Linked DNA regions of Dromaius novaehollandiae: region 2 is linked to region 1. The links are chromatin contacts, called in public Hi-C maps. All regions are on one chromosome and are shown on one strand. The core of a region is the stretch at or near the end of the contact, and the rest is flanking DNA. Distances in the headings are between cores, read along the strand shown. Region 1 overlaps TRIM9 (tripartite motif containing 9). Region 2 holds the start of TMX1 (thioredoxin related transmembrane protein 1).

The links. A called contact is a pair of places that touch in the nucleus more often than the background predicts.
Region 2: a contact with region 1 is called in a Hi-C map of brain, with 5 times the contacts expected there. The contact joins the promoter of TMX1 here to the enhancer-like site in region 1. A contact is called at or near these places in 2 of 4 Hi-C or Micro-C datasets (brain and liver).

What each region holds. Positions count from the first base shown.
Region 1 is chr5:4,014,588-4,019,561 of bDroNov1.hap1, forward strand. TRIM9 (tripartite motif containing 9) reads right to left here. Exons shown (of 12, transcript XM_026118019.2): 4 at 333-443. Among named protein-coding and RNA genes, the nearest start is that of PYGL, 27 kb to the left of the region's middle. Within about 2 kb of position 2,579, at least 1 of the 2 cell types and tissues checked has open chromatin away from gene starts, as enhancers often do.
Region 2 is chr5:4,106,400-4,111,373 of bDroNov1.hap1, forward strand. TMX1 (thioredoxin related transmembrane protein 1) reads left to right here and starts at 2,431. Exons shown (of 8, transcript XM_026118333.2): 1 at 2,431-2,649; 2 at 2,797-2,912; 3 at 3,788-3,833; 4 at 4,319-4,447. The coding sequence starts at 2,495.

The DNA.
Region 1 (4,974 bases), core at 1,329-3,828:
TGATGGAGCAGAAACTGTCTGGTCACATTTCCTCTGCAAGGCCACACCTGGACACCTCCCTATGATGTGGGCAGTGAAAGAAGATAGGGAAAGGAAGCTTAAATAATACATTATATGATATTTTTAAGTATTCATTTCTTTTTAGCGCCTAATGGCAAAATAACGTGCGGTTTGAAGAGGTTTTACCATTCTAACTGGGATAGTGGCCAGAAAAGCTCGGGCACCATCCTTGGTTTAACTCCCCTGACTTTGCTGCCTTACCCCCGAGCCCCTGGCTGTGCAGTGCCCTTCTGCTGCCCTCACAGCGCAGACGTGAGCAGCTACACACCAACCTGGAGGAACCCGCTGGGGTCGTTCTCCTTGATCACCTCCAGGCAGTACTCCATCAAGCCTGTGGTCTGGCGCAGCTTGACTGTGCAGTGAGAAATCTGGTCTCGCACCACCTGCAACGAGACAAGAAGAGCAGCGTTGCTCAGAAGCTGCAGGGTTTTAAGAGCTCGGGAGCAAAGGGCTTCGGTGCTGCATTGGCGCAAGGACAGGGTCAGGGAAAAGGGAAGGGAGACAAACACTCAAGGGAACAGAAAAAGCCAGAAATGGCCAAGACTCATGTACCGAATCCTTGAAAACCTGAAGAATAACAGCAAACCTTGTTTAGCTCATAATTATTTACCTGCATAATTATTCAAAGCAGTAGGGTAGTTCCTTGCTCTGCCTTTAATTAAGACAGCTTCCAAATGACAGCTTATTAGCTCCACACAAGGCAAATGCCTATTTCCACAGATGCGTAGCTGCTGCTGCAGCCTCTGCGGGGCTGCCTCCGAGCAGAGCCGCTGGGCACTGCCCTGCTGGGTCCTGAGCACCGAGCCAGGCTGCGGTGCTGGCTCCAGGGCAGCCGTACCCAGCCGCACTGCTGAGGAGCGAGCCTTGTATTTTCAAGAGGAATAAACACACCACCTCCCCCAGCTTTAGCTCAGAGGCTGAGACTAATGATCTGTTTGAGATGTTCATCTACCATCGCACGAGATGAACCACACTGCAGAACTGCTTCGTTTTCTCCATCGACTACAGAGGGAGGGTAGAGAAGAGCTCAGAGGGAGAGGTCTGCCAGCTAGAGAACATACATCCTGCACTGCCTCTGGTAGGGGAAGGTGGAAGAATCCCAGCCAGGGATAGAAAATAGCTTCCCCTATGCTGGTACTTTCTGCTTACAGGAGTCCCTGGGAAGTCCCTCCCTTGGCAGCAGTGCTTTTTCCCAATCGATCGGGTATTTTTCCACCTCATTTGACCAAAATCAACTGGAGCTGAGAGGGGACACTCCTGTTATCGGTCACAGGACACTATGCTTCTGTAGACTAGTGATCGGAAAGAGCAGTCCGGGTGAATTGCTCAGCAAAGAGGCAAAGGGACCGTGATGTCCTGGCTCTCTGCAGCCCCCGGGCCTCTCCGAGCTCAGGCTGCGGCCATCCGGGCTGCGCGGTGAAGCATCTCCTCTTGCACCCACGGGCAGTTCCTCCAAGGGGATGGATTTCAGCATCCCAGCAGCAGAGCACAACCAAGCACGTGGTCTCCTCAGCTGAGTGCCCGGGATGGGACGAGCATCCCTGCCCGCGGCTCCGCTGACCTTCCCTGAAACACAGCCGGTTAGACGCGGTTCAGACTCCCGGACTAGGAGGGTGTTTGAGGGAGGGCTGTCCCTTCGGTGACAGTAAGGGGTTCGCTCCTGCCTGGCCCTTCTGGGAACCCCCCTCCCCGTCGCCGGGCGCTGCCAGTGCGCTACGTGCTCCCTGGATCCCCTGCAGAAGGAGACAGCGCAGATCTGCCGCTGACGTCAGCGGGATTTCTATCAGCAGAACTCGCAGCCGGGACCTGGCTCTGGAGAGGAGACCGGCAGGGCAGCTCGCGAAGAGAGGTTTTACGCTTTAGATCAACGTGCCCAAGGCAGGTAAGAAATGTTTTTTCTGAAAAGGCTTCAAAGCTGCGTAAAGCTCTCCGTCAGGACTGAACGAAGCTACCCAGGTCTCGGGATCACAGCTCTTTAGGGCGTTGCACGGACAATGAAGACGAGCTTCCCCCCAGCATCCGCAGCGTGACGGAAAAGGCTGCAACAAGCAGCGCCAAATATTCCTGAAAGCAGCTGTGCCTGCGGTGCTGCAGCTGGCGAGTCCCAGCGTTGATTCAGCAGGCACAGCAGCACAGAAACAACCACCCCTGTCCTGTGACGGGGCAGGGAGCCGACTGCCCGCGCGTCCTCTCCAGCCAGAGGGGCCGGGAAGGGAAACAAAGCGGATGCCGGTCTGAAAGCAGCCGGGCTTCGACGGGGTGCAATGCCTCTTGCAGGGCAGTCTATCAGATCTCGTGTTGCTTAACTATAATTGAACCACTTCTACTTAATCACCTAACAGGCAGAGAAGGATCACGTGTCCTGCGACGTGGGACAACCCCTCCGCTCCTGCGGAACGCCAAGGAACGCTCTGCTAGCCAGCTCCTGATCTGCAGGCATCTGCTGTTTGCGCTCTTAGGGCTCTCGGTGTGATTTAGTTCCCAGCCTGCTGGGGAAGAGGCCGGAGCAAGGCTGGGAGCGCGCGGAGGGGATGCAGCAGCAGCGCGCAGCAGCAAGCGGTGCTGGCAGGCAGCAGAGGGAGCTCCCATATTGCTCCTCCGGACCAAGCAGCGTGCGCGGCGGCGGCGTGCAGAGGTGATGGATCACTCTGAGACACGGCTAGAGCACGGGCATCGCAGGCATGCATCAGTTGTGGCCTCAAACGCTGTCGTTAGAGAGAAGAGTTCATTCAATGCCAGTTTTAAGCACTTGAGTGCACTGGAATGGCTCTGCTGGGATGGAGCAGAGACACGTGGCTAGTGCTGGAGATCGGGGCACCTATGCTCCCCCTTTGGCTCTGCTGCTGACCCCGTCCATGAGTGTGGGCAAGTCCCTGGACTTCCTTTCTCAGTGGGGATGCTCAGTCCTTGGGGGCAGGATCCAGGAGGTGCACAGTCCGCAGCTGAGAGACCCAGCTCCACACTGCGTCCACTAAGCGCAAGGTGAGCCCAGCCTGGCGCCTACATTGCTGTTAGACTATAACCTGATTGCCCCTACGCGGGCAGAGCTCAGCCGCTTCAGAGGTGTTGCACTCCCCCGTCCGCGGGGCTGCAAACGGGCAATGGGAATCACACGCTGAATGTACAGAGAAACAGCCGCCCCTTCTCCTGCGAGCCTGTTTTCCGGGGAAATGCACATGCCACCAGGCAGACAGCAAGGACGGGATTGGTAAAACAATCTTCTAATCTTCCTTGTAGCTTAAATCTCGGTCTGATGGGCCCAGGATATTGAATTCGTGGGCAAGGCGAGCTGCCTGCACAGCTCGGGCACCATCCTGAGCGCCGCGGGGCCTCCTCGCGCTGGCTGCAAGGAGGGAGCTGGGGCCCGGGACGGGCAGCCCTGGCCTTGCTCCTCCACCCGGCCCTGCTTCCAGGCAGCGGGGTGGGCTGAGGCCAGAGCCAGCGGGCTGCTCTCCTGCGGGGGACTGCGAAAAGGCCGATTACTGACCGCATTTCCTGGCAGATAATCCCTGCTGATGAAAGTCGGGTCCGAAGCGCAGGTTGCAGGCTGCTTTGTCGCTGGGGTGGGCTGCGCTGGGGGCTGAGCGTCCCTCCTCTGCTCCCGCTCTGCCCCGAGCCCCGGCCGAGGCAGTAATCCAAGCTAAGAGCGACGGAGACGGACTGAACGTGAGGGCAAGCCCACGGGGCTGGAGGATGAGGAGTGGGAAGGCAAAGGAGATGAAGGGGCTCCCACCCCTGGCTCAGGGCACCAAGGCTCTTTGACATGGTCATCCCCCACCTCACTGAAGGCCTTGGCCTGAGCCTTCAGGGCCAGGTGACTGGCAGGAGGAAGGTCCCTGTCCCCGCTGGGGTGGCACCACAGACAGCAGCCTGGAGGAAGCCCCGGAGCAGCTGAACAGGCTGAGCCGGCTCTGCCATCCCGGGCTGCCTTACACTTCTAACCTCTGCAAACTGGCTCGTTCGCAACCCAGAACCACGCTCTGAAACGGCTCTTGAGGAGGAGAGATCACTGACGAGCCGTTAATTTGCGACAGAGAAGTGTGGGTTTGCTATTAATTACTGCTCCCTGGGACACAACCAGCGAGGCCACGCAAATCTTTAGGCATATAAAGATGGGACTCATGGGCTGCATGAGCACTGTTCCAGCTCCAGTAGATTATGGGAGCTTAATGGGATGCTTGGAAGCTTTGCTGGATGTCTGCTTGAGCTGAGTGGGGGATGCTTGATCTTGCCCTTCATCCTCCTGCCCCATTTACACAGCCGGCTGGTTTGAAGCTACATCCCCGTGCCGTGGGCGGCAGAACACAGCCACGCAGATGGCAAAGCGCTCGGCAGCTAGCTCTCCCTACGCTGTGCATCGCATCTGTCCCAGCAGCTTGCGAGCATCCTTCCCACCGGGGCTGCGGGGCAGCCGCTGCCTCTCGGCTTAGAGCTCGCGCCCGACGCCACGATGGGCAGCAGCTCAGAAGCCGCATCCAGCGGAGCGGCTGTGGTTCTGTCACAGCCCAAACCCTTAGCTCCAGCAAGCCTTCCTTTCTGCAACCCATTCCGGGATCGAGAACCTATTCATCTGGAGAACTAGAGCATGAAACGGCAGTTTAATTGCAGCATATACACAGCAGGCAAGCTGGCAACAGAAATCCACATTTCCCCTCATCACCAACAAACGTGTTTTCAAGCCAAGAGAAGGACCTTCGTTTGGGACCAAATGGGGCTTCATGGCTTTACAGCAGCTGAGCACCAGCTTCTGCACTACGCACAAGAGAAGCAGGGTGCAGACAAGAACAGCAAGACTCCGCGAATTGCTTGGATTAGGGAAATTAGAAGTTTTAAAAATAAACATCCCCCACACCATTGAAGCCAGGATCTAAAATCCACTGGAGCCAATGGAAGGCTGCAAGTTTTCTGTACGGC
Region 2 (4,974 bases), core at 1,181-3,680, 92 kb after region 1:
AATGTAATAATAATGGAGATAAAAAAGTAATTCACAGCAGTTACTGCTCTTGAAATAATTACTGGTAACAAGGGAAAGGAGGTATGCAGTCATATCATTTGGGATCCTTCAAACTGTCTCCATAAGGAGCTTCGTGTACCTTTGAAACTAGTCTTTAATTACAGTGAATGTGTATCAGTTCCTTTCTCCTTGAACATGGGAGCATTAAATGACAGAATTATTTCTGCTATCTCACAGTTCCAAATTTGCTTTCCCAGGTGGGGCTTGGTCCCAAAAGAGCTCTCCTGCGGTATCATCTACAGGCCATGCAGCAATGGCTCCTATTGTTGCCTGTATTTTTCTCTTTTTTTAACCTGCACACAGATTAAATCAAATTCATCCTCAAGTCCTCCATTCAGGATAGCGAGCTGCATCTGTTTGGACAGCACTGAGGAAAAGATCATTTAATTGCCCTCTTCTTCAGCATGAATAAAAAGTGGGATCACTTATTCCTGAATGCGTCTTAAATTATCAAGATGTGTACTGTTCTGAAGAACTGAAGACATCTCTTAACATCTCATTACTGATGCAGAACACAGGTATTCTTGGGGTATCAATAACATTTCAAAAATCCAATTATCACTAAAATAAAACGGAAGTGAGCTGTGCTGTATGCAGCGAATTACTATTGAACCCTGAATCAATGAGTAACAAGCTTCAGCAAGTCCTTAGTAATGTGTCAGTGTTCTTATTTAAAAGGAACATACACATTGTACTATAGAAAAGTTGCCAAAATAGAAAAAAAAAAAACCAAAAAACCCTGATTTATTCATTTTGCTACACTGCTCTAATGGCTGCTGCAAACCAGACCTCTCCACCTGCCAAGGCCCTAAATTGTGGGATGTTAAATTATGGCAAAAGCCCCTTTCAAAGGCACAGACAAATAAATGCTCCACACAGAAAAGGAAAGATGACTTGTGTTATCACAGCCCTGCTGATCAAGAGGTGGAGGAGCCTTTGTGGTAGAGAAAGTATGTGCATGTAAGAAGAGGAAGTTCCTTGCCTCAAAAAGCTTAAGCTAGCAATAAAGTAAAATGATGTGGGATGTATGTGGTTATTATCTGTGACCTTTTTTGTGACTTCTGCTTGAGAACTACTTATTTCTGCCACAGGTTACTAGCAATGTGGAAGGGGAAGCAGGGGTTGGGGTGGGGGAAGTGTGTTTTCTCTGCGACCTCATACAGCAGTTTCTGCTTATGGCCATGGGCCACTGGCTGTCCTGAGCACCTGATGCTCTTCCCCCATTCAGTGGGCAGGAAGTGGGGCACAGCGGCTTAACGTGGCTGTAGCGCTTGTTGTGGATGGCTTTGTTCAGCTGTTTGCTTGCCGGCTGTGAGAGGAGGTGGGGTGGGGAGAGAGAAGTGCCCCGTGCACCACAGGGAAGTCAGGCAACTCCCAAGGGCCCCTGATTGTCCAGGGTACAGCCTGGGTCCTCTGTGGAGACACCCTCCTCTGAGCAGCAGCAAGGGGAAGCACCAAATCCCAGAGTGGTTGAGGTTGGCAGGGACCTCTGGAGATCATCTAGTCCAGCCCCCCTGCTCAAGCAGGGTCACCTAGAGCACCTTGCACAGGATCGCATCCAGGCAGGTTTTGACTGTCTCCAAGGAAGGAGACTCCACAACCTCTCCGGGCAACCTATTCCAGTGCTCTGTCATCTTCACAGTAAAGAAGTTTTTCCTCATGTTCAGACAGACCTTCCTGTGTTTCAGTTTGTGCCTGTTGCCTCTTGTCCTGTCACTGGCACCACTGAAAAGAGTCTGGCCCCATCCTCCCTACACCCTCCCTTAGGATATTTATACACATTGATAAGATCCCCCCTCAGTCTTCTCTCCTCCAGGCTGCACAGTCCCAGCTCTCAGCCTTTTCTCATAGAGGAGATGCTCCAGTCCCCTAATCATCCTCATTGCCCTAAAGCAGAAGCTTCCTCCTGCACTTGGGGGGCTCTCTCCAAACTTCCTTGCTCCAGGGCGAGGTTCAGAGTGGCACTTGCCAACAGCCAGACCTCCTCAAAGCTGCTCACTAGCACCCAATGCCAATAGTCCAGTCCAGTCCAGTCCAGTCCAGTCCGGTCCGGTCCCACCCCACCTCAGAGGACCGTTGGGGCGGTGCAATGTGAGGCGGTGGGGGGAGGGGACCCGCGTCCCCCATTGGCCGAGCCCAGGGTCTCCTGGGGGTTTGCTCGAAGCTCCCGCCCCCCACAACTCGACGTCTTATTGGCTGCGGCGCACCCTGAGCCCGCCCCCAGCTCGTTCCCGCAAGCGGCCGGGGTGGGCCCCACTTCTCCGCGCACGCGCGGTGAAGGGCGGCCGGCGCCCAGCAGGCGCGAGGCGCCAGGCGCGCGTGCGCCGCGCTGTGGGGGCGGTGCCGGCGGTGACGTGCAGGGCGCCCCGCCCTCCCTCCCTCCCCGCTCGGCGTCCCCGCGCGGGCGGAAGCGGGCGGTGCGCGGCGCGGCAAGATGGCGGCGGCCGGGCGGCGGTGCGCCGTGGCGTGGCTGGCGCTGGCGGCCGTCGCGGCGGCGCTGGCGCTGGCGCAGGGCAGGCGGAGCCAAGTGAAGACGCTGACGGACGGCACGTGGCGGGAGCTGCTGGAGGGCGAGTGGATGGTGGAGTTGTGAGTCGGGAGGGGGGTGCTCGGGCCGGCTCCTTCCCCCGGGGCGGCGGGGCGGGGGGGTCTCTCAGCGGTCCCCGCCCGACGCAGCCGGCGGCGCCTCCCCGCCGCCCCCGGCCCCCGTTGGTGACAGCTTTCCTCTGGCTCCAGCTATGCCCCGTGGTGCCCCGCCTGCCAGAACCTGCAGCCCGAGTGGGAGAAGTTCGCCGAGTGGGGAGAGGATCTTGAGGTGAATATTGCTAAAGTGGACGTGACCGAGCAGCCAGGTGAGCAAAGCTTGCGTGGGCGTTTATACGCCCCCCCTCCTTTGTGTTTCCTGACTTTTTTCGGCACTTAGGCAAAAGTTCTGGTGTCAGTGTGCTTTTCTGAAACCACTGACTCTGTTTATTTTTTAAAATCAGAATAACACAGATGTTTAGTGAGCTCTCCTGGAGGCAGATTGCTATATTTGGGCTAAGTGATCTAGTCTTTCATCATACATAAAGGAACTAGAGGTTTCCTCTGCAGAGTGGATTGGAGGACTTCAAGGAGATGTTTGGTTTTATGAAAGTATTATAAAGAAGGAGAATCTGGTTTTGGTCATCTGGTCTTCCCCTGTGGCAGTACCTCTCTTGGCTGACAAAAAGGAAGCTCAGGGAGTCTGATCTCTCTTAGCTGAAGCTGCCTTCTGTTGATTTCCCTTATGTTTGTGTAAAAAACAAACAAACAACCCCCCCCCCCCACCTTGCCCAACCTTGTAAAAATAACCTTGAAGCTGGTACTTTTTTCCAAAGTCATATTAGAACTTCTGAAACTTGTCTTACTTGAATTATTGTACGCGAGCACTGGAGGTTACAGAGCATGTGGAAGAAGAGAGAATCTTTTTCTGAAGAGTTAAGGCCAAAATAGTCAAGTATAATGGTTGTTAGCCCCAGACATCTCTTTTTCCATAGAGAAAATTTCTCTCTCCTTGTCCTGGGATGCTTCTTTTAAACTGTGCCCTGCCTTGTTGATATGCACAAGTTTGTGTTTGATCGGAATTAAAGGTTGATACCTGAAAGCAGCTTTTCTTATGAACTTTAAGATGTATAAGAAATATTTCTAGTCTTTTCTTCTTATATTGGAGTGCACTACTATTCTGAAAATATCTGTTTTCTTACAGGATTAAGTGGACGATTTGTCATAACAGCTCTTCCTACCATCTATCAGTAAGTATACAGTGCGCTGGTTTTTTTGGAGGAGAGAGGAAATGTCATTTTCTTTTTTTGGTGGAAGCGAATGAGATTTATCAAGTTCTGTAAGAACGTGGGTAACTTTGCACAAAAAGAACCATTTTCTTATCTAATCTGACTTTACAATGCCACCAATATTTTTCTTTTCCCTTCAGGCCTCATTTGTTTCATCCCTTCATGGGCGTTTCTGTTTTGCAATCTTTTCTCTGTAGGTTGGTCTTAATGCCATTGTGTGGCAATTTTATTAAGACGACCATTATTTTTGGGGGGATCACAACCTGAAGCTAGCAAAGATGCACTATTATACTTGGAGTCAAGATGCTCAGAAAACATTTTAGAAACAACGTTGTCTGAAGCAAAATAAAAAGGGAATAGCCAAAGTGAAGGGGAAATATGTTTGTAAGTGGAAGCAAATTTTGCATGCTTGGACTAAAACAAAGGTCTATTTTTTTGTTTTACAGTTGTAAAGATGGAGAGTTTAGGAGATACCAAGGTGCAAGAACTAAAACTGATTTCATAAATTTCATCAGTGATCAGGAATGGAAGTCCGTGGAACCTGTTTCATCATGGTTCGGTCCTTCCTCTTTTCTGTAAGTTTTGGTATGATTACAAAAATTTGTCATCAAACATACACACTTCAAGGACATGCTCAGACGACTTCTTAGGTGTGCCATACCTGGTGCTGCATGCGGAAGCAGAGGTAGATGTTGGTCCTTAGCTTCACAGCAGCTCAGGCAGCAGCTCTGTGCTAGTAAGGAGTGTGTGAGCGTGTAGTGTATGTCATGCCTCGTTCCTCAGCGGTGGGAGAATAGCAAAGGTCTCCTGAGTAAGGTTTACTTTAAGGTTTCAAAAGTGTAGCTGGAGGTATTATTATGTTAAACTGTTCTAGATAATTTACTGATGCTTGAAATTCTTCTTTTGATTATACAGCAGAAAGCTGCTTTGCCCAACTAAATTCTAGAAAGTTAGCAAATAAAAACTTGAAAACAGTGTAGCAACATAGTTGTATAATAGGGGCTGGTTATTTAAGAAAGCACTGCCATCTGTAGTAAAGTTAAAACCAGCGTGGAGGGGTTGAGGGTTAGGGAATAGTGATGTGGTGATACCTTGTAGTCTG